Linked DNA regions of Mus musculus: region 1 is linked to region 2. Evidence: chromatin contacts called from public promoter capture Hi-C data. All regions are on one chromosome and are shown on one strand. The core of a region is the stretch at or near the end of the contact, and the rest is flanking DNA. Distances in the headings are between cores, read along the strand shown. Region 1 holds the start of Crot (carnitine O-octanoyltransferase). Region 2 holds the start of Steap4 (STEAP family member 4).

The links. Promoter capture Hi-C pulls out the DNA fragments that hold promoters and counts their contacts.
Region 1: a promoter capture Hi-C map of liver shows a contact between it and region 2. The contact joins the promoter of Crot here to the promoter of Steap4 in region 2. A contact is called at or near these places in 4 of 39 promoter capture datasets (liver, pre-B cells and stem cell-derived epiblast-like cells).

Annotation. Positions count from the first base shown.
Region 1 is chr5:8,993,804-8,998,837 of GRCm38.p6, forward strand. Crot (carnitine O-octanoyltransferase) reads right to left here and starts at 3,343. Exons shown (of 18, transcript NM_023733.3): 1 at 3,301-3,343; 2 at 2,649-2,744.
Region 2 is chr5:7,956,484-7,961,764 of GRCm38.p6, forward strand. Steap4 (STEAP family member 4) reads left to right here and starts at 3,989. Exons shown (of 5, transcript NM_054098.3): 1 at 3,989-4,058. It overlaps Gm30835 (a long non-coding RNA gene), which reads right to left and starts at 3,909. Exons shown (of 3, transcript XR_376720.3): 1 at 3,781-3,909; 2 at 2,542-2,645.

The DNA of each region.
Region 1 (5,034 bases), core at 2,093-4,592, 1.0 Mb after region 2:
GTGTTAGAGAAAACATGCTTACTCCTAACTTTCACCCTGCAAACACTGCCACTTCACACATGCAAACAAGCATTTCAGGGTTAGTCACGTTTAAGAAGTCACACTTGGTACCCAAATGCCAATGTGTTAGGTTACAATCTCCCGGCTGACGAGGCGATATTACAGGCCATTAGAGAACCTGCAGAGATTCTTGCTGAGTGGGTAGGATTAGATGTGTAGAACAAGATTATGGTCTGAGAAACTCTCAAAAGCATATGCAGAGGTGTGGAGCATGGGATATTATAGACTGTAAGAATTCATGTGACAGGCTGATGTCACTTAACGCTGTGCAGATGGCATGGGCCCTAATCACACTGGCTTTGAATATCACAAACCAAACTTCAAAATTTTTCTACATTTGTGGTAATTTTCATCAAAATAAAACTAACACCATATATGAATAGGCTATATTGGTAGAGTAAATAATAAGATTTCTGAGAGAATCATTTATAGATCCTATATAAAACCAGTAACTAAGAAAACAAAGAATTGATACTGAGTGAAAACTTCCTGTCCTTTTATATCCTATTTTAAAATAGCAAAGTTAAATAAAATATACTATTCATATGTTATAAAAGTTAACAATAGCTGGGCGGTGGTGGCGCACGCCTTTAATCCCAGCACTCGGGAGGCAGAGGCAGGCGGATTTCTGAGTTCGAGGCCAGCCTGGTCTACAAAGTGAGTTCCAGGACAGCCAGGGCTACACAGAGAAACCCTGTCTCGAAAAAAACCAAAAAAACAAACAAAACAAAACAAAAAAGTTAACAATATCAAAAACAAAGGCATGGCGGATTATTTTTGACTAATATCTTTTTCTCCCATTATTAACCAAATCTAAAATTTTTGCTGTATATATTACTCTTTATCTCCGTCTCAGTGCTGACCCAGCTGGCTGCCAACCAGAACAAGCACCTTGGACCCATTTACAGAAGCCATATTGCCAGAATCACCTTTCTGGTCCTACTTCTAGATGTGAAAGGAAAGGGAAGGAGAGGACAAGGCGCAGTGCTGGGTATGGTGGCATGTACCTAGCTGCAGTAGCAAGAGGACGCTTCAGCCCAGGGTAGTATAGTGAGACTAGATGATAACAACAGAGCCCTCTTGCTTTCTTAATACCATGTCTTGTTGGCTTTGTTACAGCGAGGAGGTTCTACTGTTCCAGTAACATAACCAGACAGTGCATAGGACCTCAAAGCTCCACCCCTTCCGTTTTACTGCTTACATCCCATTTGAATATTGATAAACCACTTTGGATCTAACAGAATATTTAGGATCTCGGTCTTAAATATAGACTCAGCCATGTTCTAACCATTTGCTCCTAGGCAAATGACTAGAAAAAACAGGACCGTTTATTTGGTAGTGGGCTGCCATAGCACACACGGGGAAGTCAAAGGACAGCTCCCAGGAGTTCATTCTCTTTTCTACCATGTGGGTCCTGGGGATCACACTTGGGTCATCAGGTTTGCCTGCAGGTGTCAATATCCAATGAGCCATCTCACTGAGCCTCAAAATTTGTCTTTTTTTTGGGGGGGGGGGTTAGAATATTACTATATACCCCAGGCAGGCTTGGAACTAACTTTTGTCAGACAGGCTTGCCTGAATTCACATGGGTCAGCCTGCCTCTGACTCCCTAGTGCTGGGAATATATGCCACCAACACCCACCCAGCTCTAGGCAAGTAACTTTAATTGAATCTCTTTATCTTGGCATGTATAACCATATAATTAGTCATCAGACTTTTTAATGCCATAAAAACAACTCATCCTGAAACAACTATATTATGGACTATAATGGGCAGAATTGTTATGATGACCTAACTCCTACCTACTCTTTTTAGTCCCCAGAACTTGTCATTATGATAGAACATCATTACTCCTATGGTTGCAACTGGGTTTCACCTACAAAAAAAAAAAAAAAAAAAAAAAGGCTTAAAATAGAGAGGACCTAACCTAATCATTTGAGTGCTTGAGCAGAGATACTGCCACACCTCTGTGTCTACATCTATGTCTTTAATGATCTGTGTCTACATCCATGTCCTTAACGAACTCAGAGACAAACAGGACTTGCAGGAAATGGGATTAATCCTAATGCAAGTGAACAGGGGTTAGACTCTGCCAACTCGAATGAACCTGAAAAGGGAGTCTCCCCCTAAAACTTCAGAAAGTAACTCATAACAGAAACCCTGGTCTCTCCTTTTGTGCGTCCATGCAGGGTAAGCAGCTAAGCTTGCTCGGACTTCAGATCTTCAGAAACTCAAAGTCTGTGTTCCTTTAACCGCTAAACATGTCACTGTCTGCTGTAACAGCAATAGGAAACTAATGCAAGCATGCCGGGCAAGCTGATCTCATTACACTTCCTTGTCATTTAACAGATCCCACAAAGAAGACCAGAGTACTAATTTTATGCCTGCTGCAGTGCTTAGCCCCTGCAAGGTTAAGCCGACTACAGATTCTTTAAGAGTTGTCTTAAGTTTTCAACCATATAAAACTAGTTAAACGATTCCAATAAAATTAAGAAAACGATGACAGTGGACTTTCTGAAAGCAAGGTGATGTGAACGCGAGAGAGGTGGGAAAATAGAACCAGGAAGTAAACAAATAGGGTCACATACCAGTAAACCACGAAGAAGTGCTCAGGACCTCCAGGAGCCTGCTTGAACAATTCGGAAAGGAAACCACAGGGAACCCGAACTGGCCAAGCCTGGTGACTGTGGAAAGGAAGAAATACACTCAAGTAAAGATCAGGAAAGGAGAAGAGGATAGTGACAGAAGCTGGAAATACAGAGAACGGACATCTGCTAGACATGAGATTTATATCACTACAGAGCTAGCTATGTTCCAAGCAGCCTATCAGATGGACCCAAGGGGCACAGGGAACCTTCCGGTGCCCGCGGGGAGGTTGCAGCAGAAGCAGAAAGCAATAAAGTTCAGAAACTCCTCCCACCAAAACAAGGGCAGCTTCTCACCGAGGATAAGGACAAGGGGAGAAAAACCAAGAAACATGCACACGCAAAACCAACCAATCGATCAAGCACTCTAGCACTCTAGCACTCTAGCGAGGCCGGTGCAACTGAGAGAGGACACCCCAAACCAGAAGGGCAAGATGCTCGGGGGGGGGGGGGGGCACCACGCCCGCGCCAGACGGGGCGCCTGGGCGCACAGCCCGACTGCACTCAGCTCGGCTTCCTGCTACTGCAATACCCTTCGACCCCCTCGCCATGTGGGAGGGGAAGGAGAGCGAGCAGCCGGCCCCAGAATCCTCACCTCCCGCGCCCCTCTTGTCCCTCTGCGTCGGCCTGCAGGCTCTGGGCTGTCCTGAGGCCGGACCAGAACGGAAAACCGCGAGGGTCCCGCCCTGTGCGCGTCGGGGAACGGGATTGGACGGGAAGCCGCGAGGGTCCCACCCCGCGCTGGAAGGGGTGGGCTGTCGAGGCTTGCTGGTCCCGCCCCCGCCGGGTTCTCGGGCTCTGGTGGCGTCCTAGGCTGCAGACCCCGGGAACGCAGCAGAAAGTCAGATAAGCGCCCTGCAGTCCCCGCTACAGCAGCTTCCTTCCGGATGCTGCGGGAGATTGGCCTCCGTCCAGAGATCTACCCACTCTCGGGCACAGCCCTGTGGCTGCGTAAGGAGGCCCACGGCTCAGCCTGCTTTTCGCCGAACTCTTAGGGGCTTGGCGCTGTGTTCTTTCTTCCCAGTCGCTCCCCCTTCTTTGTGCCAGCCTCCTTTGCATGGCCCAGGCAAGCATTTATACTACTTTAGATATAAATTTAAGAATTTATACTGAGACATTTTATTTTGTCTACCCTGTGTGCTGGCAAGAGAATAGCAGGCGAATGGATCCGGTTTGGCCTCGTCGCCTCTTTGAGACTTAAGATTTGGCCAACTCCCAGCCATCTAGGGCAAGCCCTTGCAGTCTCTAGCGATGGTCAAGCTTCAAGCTTTGGCCTTGCCTGAATATTTTTATCATCCAAGAAGTTGCGTTTTTAAAAAGCTAGCACGTCCTAGAGGAAGACTATGAGGTATTTTTAGTTTCACAGGTCAATGCCCTTTTTTTCATTTACCTCCTGAAATAAATTGATACAATTTTAAACTTATATACACTTTTTATTTGTACTTCTGTTTTGTTTTCGTGGAAGGAAAAATATTTTACCTGCTCCTGCATAGTTAAGTTATTCAACAGTTTAATGACTTCATTTCAAATTAGTATATTAAAAGCTGCTGTCTTTCCGAAATCCTTTTGAGTTTCCCGCAGAATTACTAATATGTTTCATGACTGCACAGCGTTGCTGGAGGTATTACATAATCAAGCTGGATAATCTCTCTAAGCTTGTCAAAGTGACTGTGTTAAAGAACTTTTCCCCCTCATAGTATGTAAGTGTTCCGTTCCGGATATTATATTATGCTTCGAAAATAGAATTCTTAGACTGACTGGATTTCTCAGAAACCTTCATTGTCTTTTTTTTTTTTTTTTTTTTTTTTTTTTAGTAAAAAAAATTTTGGCACCTCTTTAGAAGTTTACGCATATTGAATGTTTGCTGGTGGCAAAGAATTTAGGGTCACTCACCTTCACTGTTTTTGTGAGTTTGGTAATCTCACCAAACCAGGCCTTTATGCAGGGTCTTTAACACTGAGCTACATTCAAGCCCTGCTGCAAGTTTCTCTTCTTCCTGGTTTTGTTAAGCAGAAACGGTGTCTCCATGAAGATCTTGGCTTCTCATAAAAAGAAAACAACCTCGGGACTGAAAAAAATCAGTAGAACCTGGAGAATGTGAGAAAAATGACCATCTCTGTAAAACTGTAATTAAGCAGAGTCCTGAAAATGTTTTCTACCAAATGTATAATAGATATTTTAATGTCAAATTTAAAATCGGTAGCACTCAGATTAAATTTGAACAAGCTTGTATTTCTTAGCTCAGGATAGACAGATCTTGATGGCTGAGGAAGATATTGCAAGCTTTTGGAGTATGTCTTATAGCAACAACTTGTCCCAAGTCTTAAAA
Region 2 (5,281 bases), core at 2,739-5,238:
GCAATGCTCTATGCTTTGATGCATGAGCCTAACTCTTAGTAGCTGTGTCAATTCAGTGTAACCCTCGAGGACTAAGAATGTGCAAGGATAATTAGGTTTAGAAAATGAAATATACAAAAGCAAAAACTGGAAATAAGGCAAGAAACAAGAAAAGGGAGTTTACTACGACAGAAATCATTTTTTTAAGTCTTAAATTTTAAAATATTTTAAAGGAACTGGTAGAGCCTGAAATGGAGACTAGCTACTACTGCTTCTGAGAATTGAGATGGCAAAGGAGTGCTTGTCTTCTACAGAGTCTGGACTGCAAGAAACCCAGCAAGGTGCCCAAAGAGCAAGAATAAGTAAAAGACAAGAGAATCATTACATCCAGACTTAAAAATATCTCCAGAGGACGTGAACTTCATACCGATCAGAGAGCCATTTCCTTGAGTTAGGCAGAAACATCTCCAGTGGTATTTTCATTTCTTTTTTTTTTCTTTCTTCCTTCCCTCCTTACTTATTTTGAAAACAGATAGAGGGCAAATATTTAAGTGTGTGTGTTTCCCACACGTGTTAAATATGAACTACCCTCTCCAGTGCTAGAAACAGGAATGACTCCAGGCACAGTTGACATGGAAATCCCTAAGCTGGAGCTCTTTGATGGAGTACAGCATCTGGAAGACTTATCAAAAGATCTGATGATACAGCTACAGGAAGAAGAATGAATCCTGCCAGATCCAAATCCTTGGGTATTCAGGTTACTGGCATTTTTTGGAAACTTAATTTTCCCTTACAGCTAGGATTTAAAGAAAAACTAGGAGAGTTATGAATTGTGTGTGCCTCCTAGGCCTAAAGGGATAATCAATCTTTTAACCACAAGATAAATAAGTCAAGTGTCTCTCAAGTTTAATACTAATAAAGGCAATTTCTTCCATCCTTCATATCCCAGTAATTTAATCTTTCTTTTCTGGGACTCTGGATGCCCTCAGCAAAGAAAAGATCTTACATAACTGAAATATATTTGCTTCTCATAACAATAAAATTCAAATTTTTTTCATCTGCCTAATAAAGGTAAAACACCACTGGTGGAGGCTACATTTGAGAATATGATTGTACACAGAATCGGTACATGATGGAGCCAAACCTGGTGTAGAAACCAAACATCCTATTCCACTGATCCAGTTTTCTGTTCCTGCTGGCAGACAGGTAATTAGACTACTCTTTACCAAGAAGAGTTTAGTTAATCAGAGTCTCCATACTAGTTAGTCATCATCTCATGGGCCAACACTTGTGTGGACCAGGAGACAAGAGAAAAATAATAAAGGCCTGAGACAAAGTGCATCAGAGTCTCAGAAGAGGAGAAAGCTCAGCTCCCCTTTCTGTGTTTTGTTTTCATTCATTTGTTTTTGGGGGGTGGTTGTTGTTGTTGTTGTTGTTGTTGTTGTTTTTAAGACAAAAATTTCACTCCGTAGCCCAGGCTGGCTCAGAGCTCGTGATCCTCATGGCCTCAAACTCCTGAGTGTTGGGATTTTAGGCCTGCACCACCATGTTTAAAAAGAAAAAGAAAAAGTTTAATTTTCCTCTATAGCAAGGGCTTAAGGAAAAACCAAGGAGTTATGAATTGTGTGTCCTTTCTAGACCTAAGGGAAAATCAATCTTTAAACCTGTCGACGTAAGTACCAGCTCTCTACAGAAAAGAGGAAATAGTTTATTCCAAACCCAATCTGAGCAACCATGACCTGGGGACCCAGATTCAGTGTACCACCCACCACAGTAGAGGTTACAGTGTGTGTGGGGGGGGGGGAACCATAAATCAATGTGTTTACAAACTACAGCTGTGGGACCTTCTGGTAGGCGGGCTGTTTCGACATGGGATTTCAATGTGGTCTTTACACATTCTTAGCTTTGGGGTTGGTGAGTCTAAGTGTGTCAAATTTGCCAAGCAATTTCAGAAGTTTCTCTCAAAGTCAATAATGCTAGGGAAGATAAATAAATGAATAGCAAGTGGCTGCTGAAAGAGGCTAAAGATAGCCCGAGATGATTTGGGTTCTTAGCCTACACAATGAAAACATTCTCTTCAGCCAAAGTCAAGTGGTCTTCAGGATCATTCACACAGTTGTACAGGACTACAGTTCACAAACGACAAGAGGAATGAATCAAGTATCTGGTTACTACCTGGCCATTCACTACTATTATTTACTATTGTAAGCTATGTCATCACAAACACAACAGATCCTCTTAACCAGAATCAATAACTCTTGGAATCTTATCGTTTACTGCACCACAATTGAGCAGCCTGCTGCATATAACATGAACTGCCCAGAAGAAAACAATGCAGAGGTCAGAATGTCTGCTGCCCTTGGCAACTGTCTTTTCACAGTACCTGGTATTCCACTGGCAACTAATACATCTGCATTCTACATGTAAATCGCACAGTCAGTATGTCAAAATTGGGTCTCTGTATCAACAAGGCTTAAAGCCCCATGGCAAATCATCAGCACAAGGCACATAAGGACCTCCATAAGCCTGCGCTCTAAAGTCCCGATCTTCCCAGTCTCTCACCCAGCTGTCAAGTTCACCAATCATGAGGGTTCGTTCTTCTTGGAGACACAGCTGGATGTCTTCTTCCCTAGACTCATACCTTTCTCACCGGTGAGTCTTCAAACCTAGAAAATTCAATCACAAAATTAGCGGGTGTTTTTTGTTTTGTTATGTTTAAGTTCTTTTCTGGCCTACAGATAGTATTGATGAACTCTGCAAAATACAAGAATGGGGAGTAGGTTTATCAATAAGCACAGTAGCTATTCGAGATGTGGTACTATATCAGGTATGATGAAAACCCGCCCACAAAGAGCTACAAACGTAGTAAGTCTCTTAAGGAGTGAGATGCCCTAACCATGTCACTCAAAGAAGTTATTTAATCAACTAGCTGTCAGGACAAGACCTCTGGGGAGACGCTGAGGTCCCAGCTGACTCCACAGGTCATAGGAAGAGAGTTGCAATCAAGGCAAAGAAGAGTCTGGTTCATAAGTTCTGAGAACACACTCCCCTGAGACTGTGAATCTGAACTTTGGCAAGAGTGCCATGGAAGTTAAACCAGATGGTTGGGAGAAAGACAAACTTGAAGAATGCTGTATTTTAACAGCAACGTAGGCATGCTCTTTCCTCCACGTTGTCATGTTTCTTTATGTCTGAAAGCACCGTAGGGGTAGATTTGGGTTCCTCTATAGAAAGATACACCAACCCAATTGTATACGTGGTCAGCCCTTCACTTCCATGGGTTTTCCAAGCATGGTTTCAATAAACAATGAATCAAAACTATTTAGAAAAAAAATATATTCATCTTTTCTGCATGTGTAAGCAGGTATTGTTGTTTGGTTGTTGTCTTTCTCTCCCAAACAATAAAGTGTGGCATCCATTTAGGTAACATTTGTATTGCATTGTTACCATGTAGGGAAGGAATTAACAGGAGGAGATGCACACAGCTGCCTGGGTATAAGCAAACTTGGAGCCCTGGAGAACACAGAGATACATATGCATTTGAGATGAAGACCTGAAAACTCTCCATCTTTTAAGCTCTGACTCTGTTAAAAATCAGGGCTCCTGGCAGGAGAAAGACACCACTATTTCGTAAGAAGAGAGGCAACTAAGAGGAATGCCTAAGCTCCTTGCCCATGTACTGTTTTCTTAGCTACCCAGAGTCCTCTAGCTCTAACAGAAAAGGAGTATCTCTCTGCCCCTCTAGGCTGCAGCTGACCTGGGATGCCCCACCCCAAAGGTTCCGGAAAACCCCTTTTATACCCCGCTTGGCAGCGGAGAACGTCCATCTGCGAGCCAGAGCTGCACAATAAGTTCTGGTCCTTCCAGCTGTGCGGGATTCCCAGGTTGAACTCTTCCCGGAAACTTTGCTTCACAGCTCCTCTTGCGAAATCAAGCGGGCCCTCCCTCCTCCGCTCTTTGGCTTAAAAGCGGGAGCCTGGAGCCAGCGCAGAGCACAGGCTGGCTACCTCTGCAAGCCTAGAAGGCAGAGCCCACCGCAGCCGCGCCAGACCAACGCCCCTCCGGGCGCCTCGCCGCAGGTGGGTCACTTTACTGGCTCTTTTGCCTTGTTGCTTTATCCAGGGGCTGAGGTTCCATTTCTGTCAGCCCACCTCCAGCCCTTCTTTTCTGGACTCTACTTTCCAGCCAGCTGATACAGAGATAGAGGCACACTCACCCCCATAGCCTTCTCATAAAAGGCTACTTCGGGATCAGTTGAGCCATTCAGCCAATCATTAGCTTCCTGAGGTTGTATTTATTACTCATCAAGGTGCAGAAGACTCCCAAAGAGAAAGACCCAGCTGGATTCTTTCTCTGTCTAACTGGATTCCTACAAATCTGAAGTGCCAACGGGAAAGGAGCCTGGAAGAACTTAGGTGTGCAGTCCAGCAATATAAGGCTAAATCTAAGGACTTCTCACAGAGATGAAATTGGGCAGTCGGTCTTCCTTGATCTTAATTTAAATATCCTTAAGCAGCTTAGCGATTGCTTTTCTAGAGGTATATTGTTTGTGATGTAGTTTGAGGGAAAGAACGCCTGTCCAGAGGCAGATGCCAGGTGGTTTGGGTTTTTTTTTTTTTTTTTCCTTTATTATTTTTCAGTGCATGGCTCTAACCACGGAGTCAGGGTGTTTAGAGTTCTGTTCTTCGTTCTAACTGTCGCCTCAGTTCCACAAATCTAACTTGAAAGCCTATTGGTCCAAGAGGATCCACACAATGCTGCTCTACCAGGGTAAAAACAGCCTTATGACATGAGGTGCTACCGCTGTGAACGGTGTCGAAAGTCTTGCTAATGCTCCAGGTATACCTGAGTAATTACTTTCCATAATAACGCAAACTTTGTTGTTACAAGGAAATTACCCAACCACTCTCACAGGAGCATCTAAAAGTTTCACCACATTTATCATTCAGAGACTACTCTGGCTTTCAAACCATTCTTCAGCCTTGCTGTGTGAGAATGTCCAATTCTGTATAAATGGCAGTCATATAAATGTCACTCACATGAAAGAACCTTTTTTTTTCTGATCCAGTAGGTGTAATTTTATAAAATGGCACATTTATTTGAAGCAGTAACTTTTTTGAGATATGGCCTTTGCAAGGCCCCGAGTTTTTCAGAGCACTGTGATTTAGCACGGTGTGAAATCCTACCAGCAAGCATTCTACCTGCATGGCAAACACCACCGGGCCAGAAAACAGGATGGAGCACTCTCAAGTATCAACCTCAAAGCTGTAAAGTAAATGCTACATGTGTACATTAAATTGGG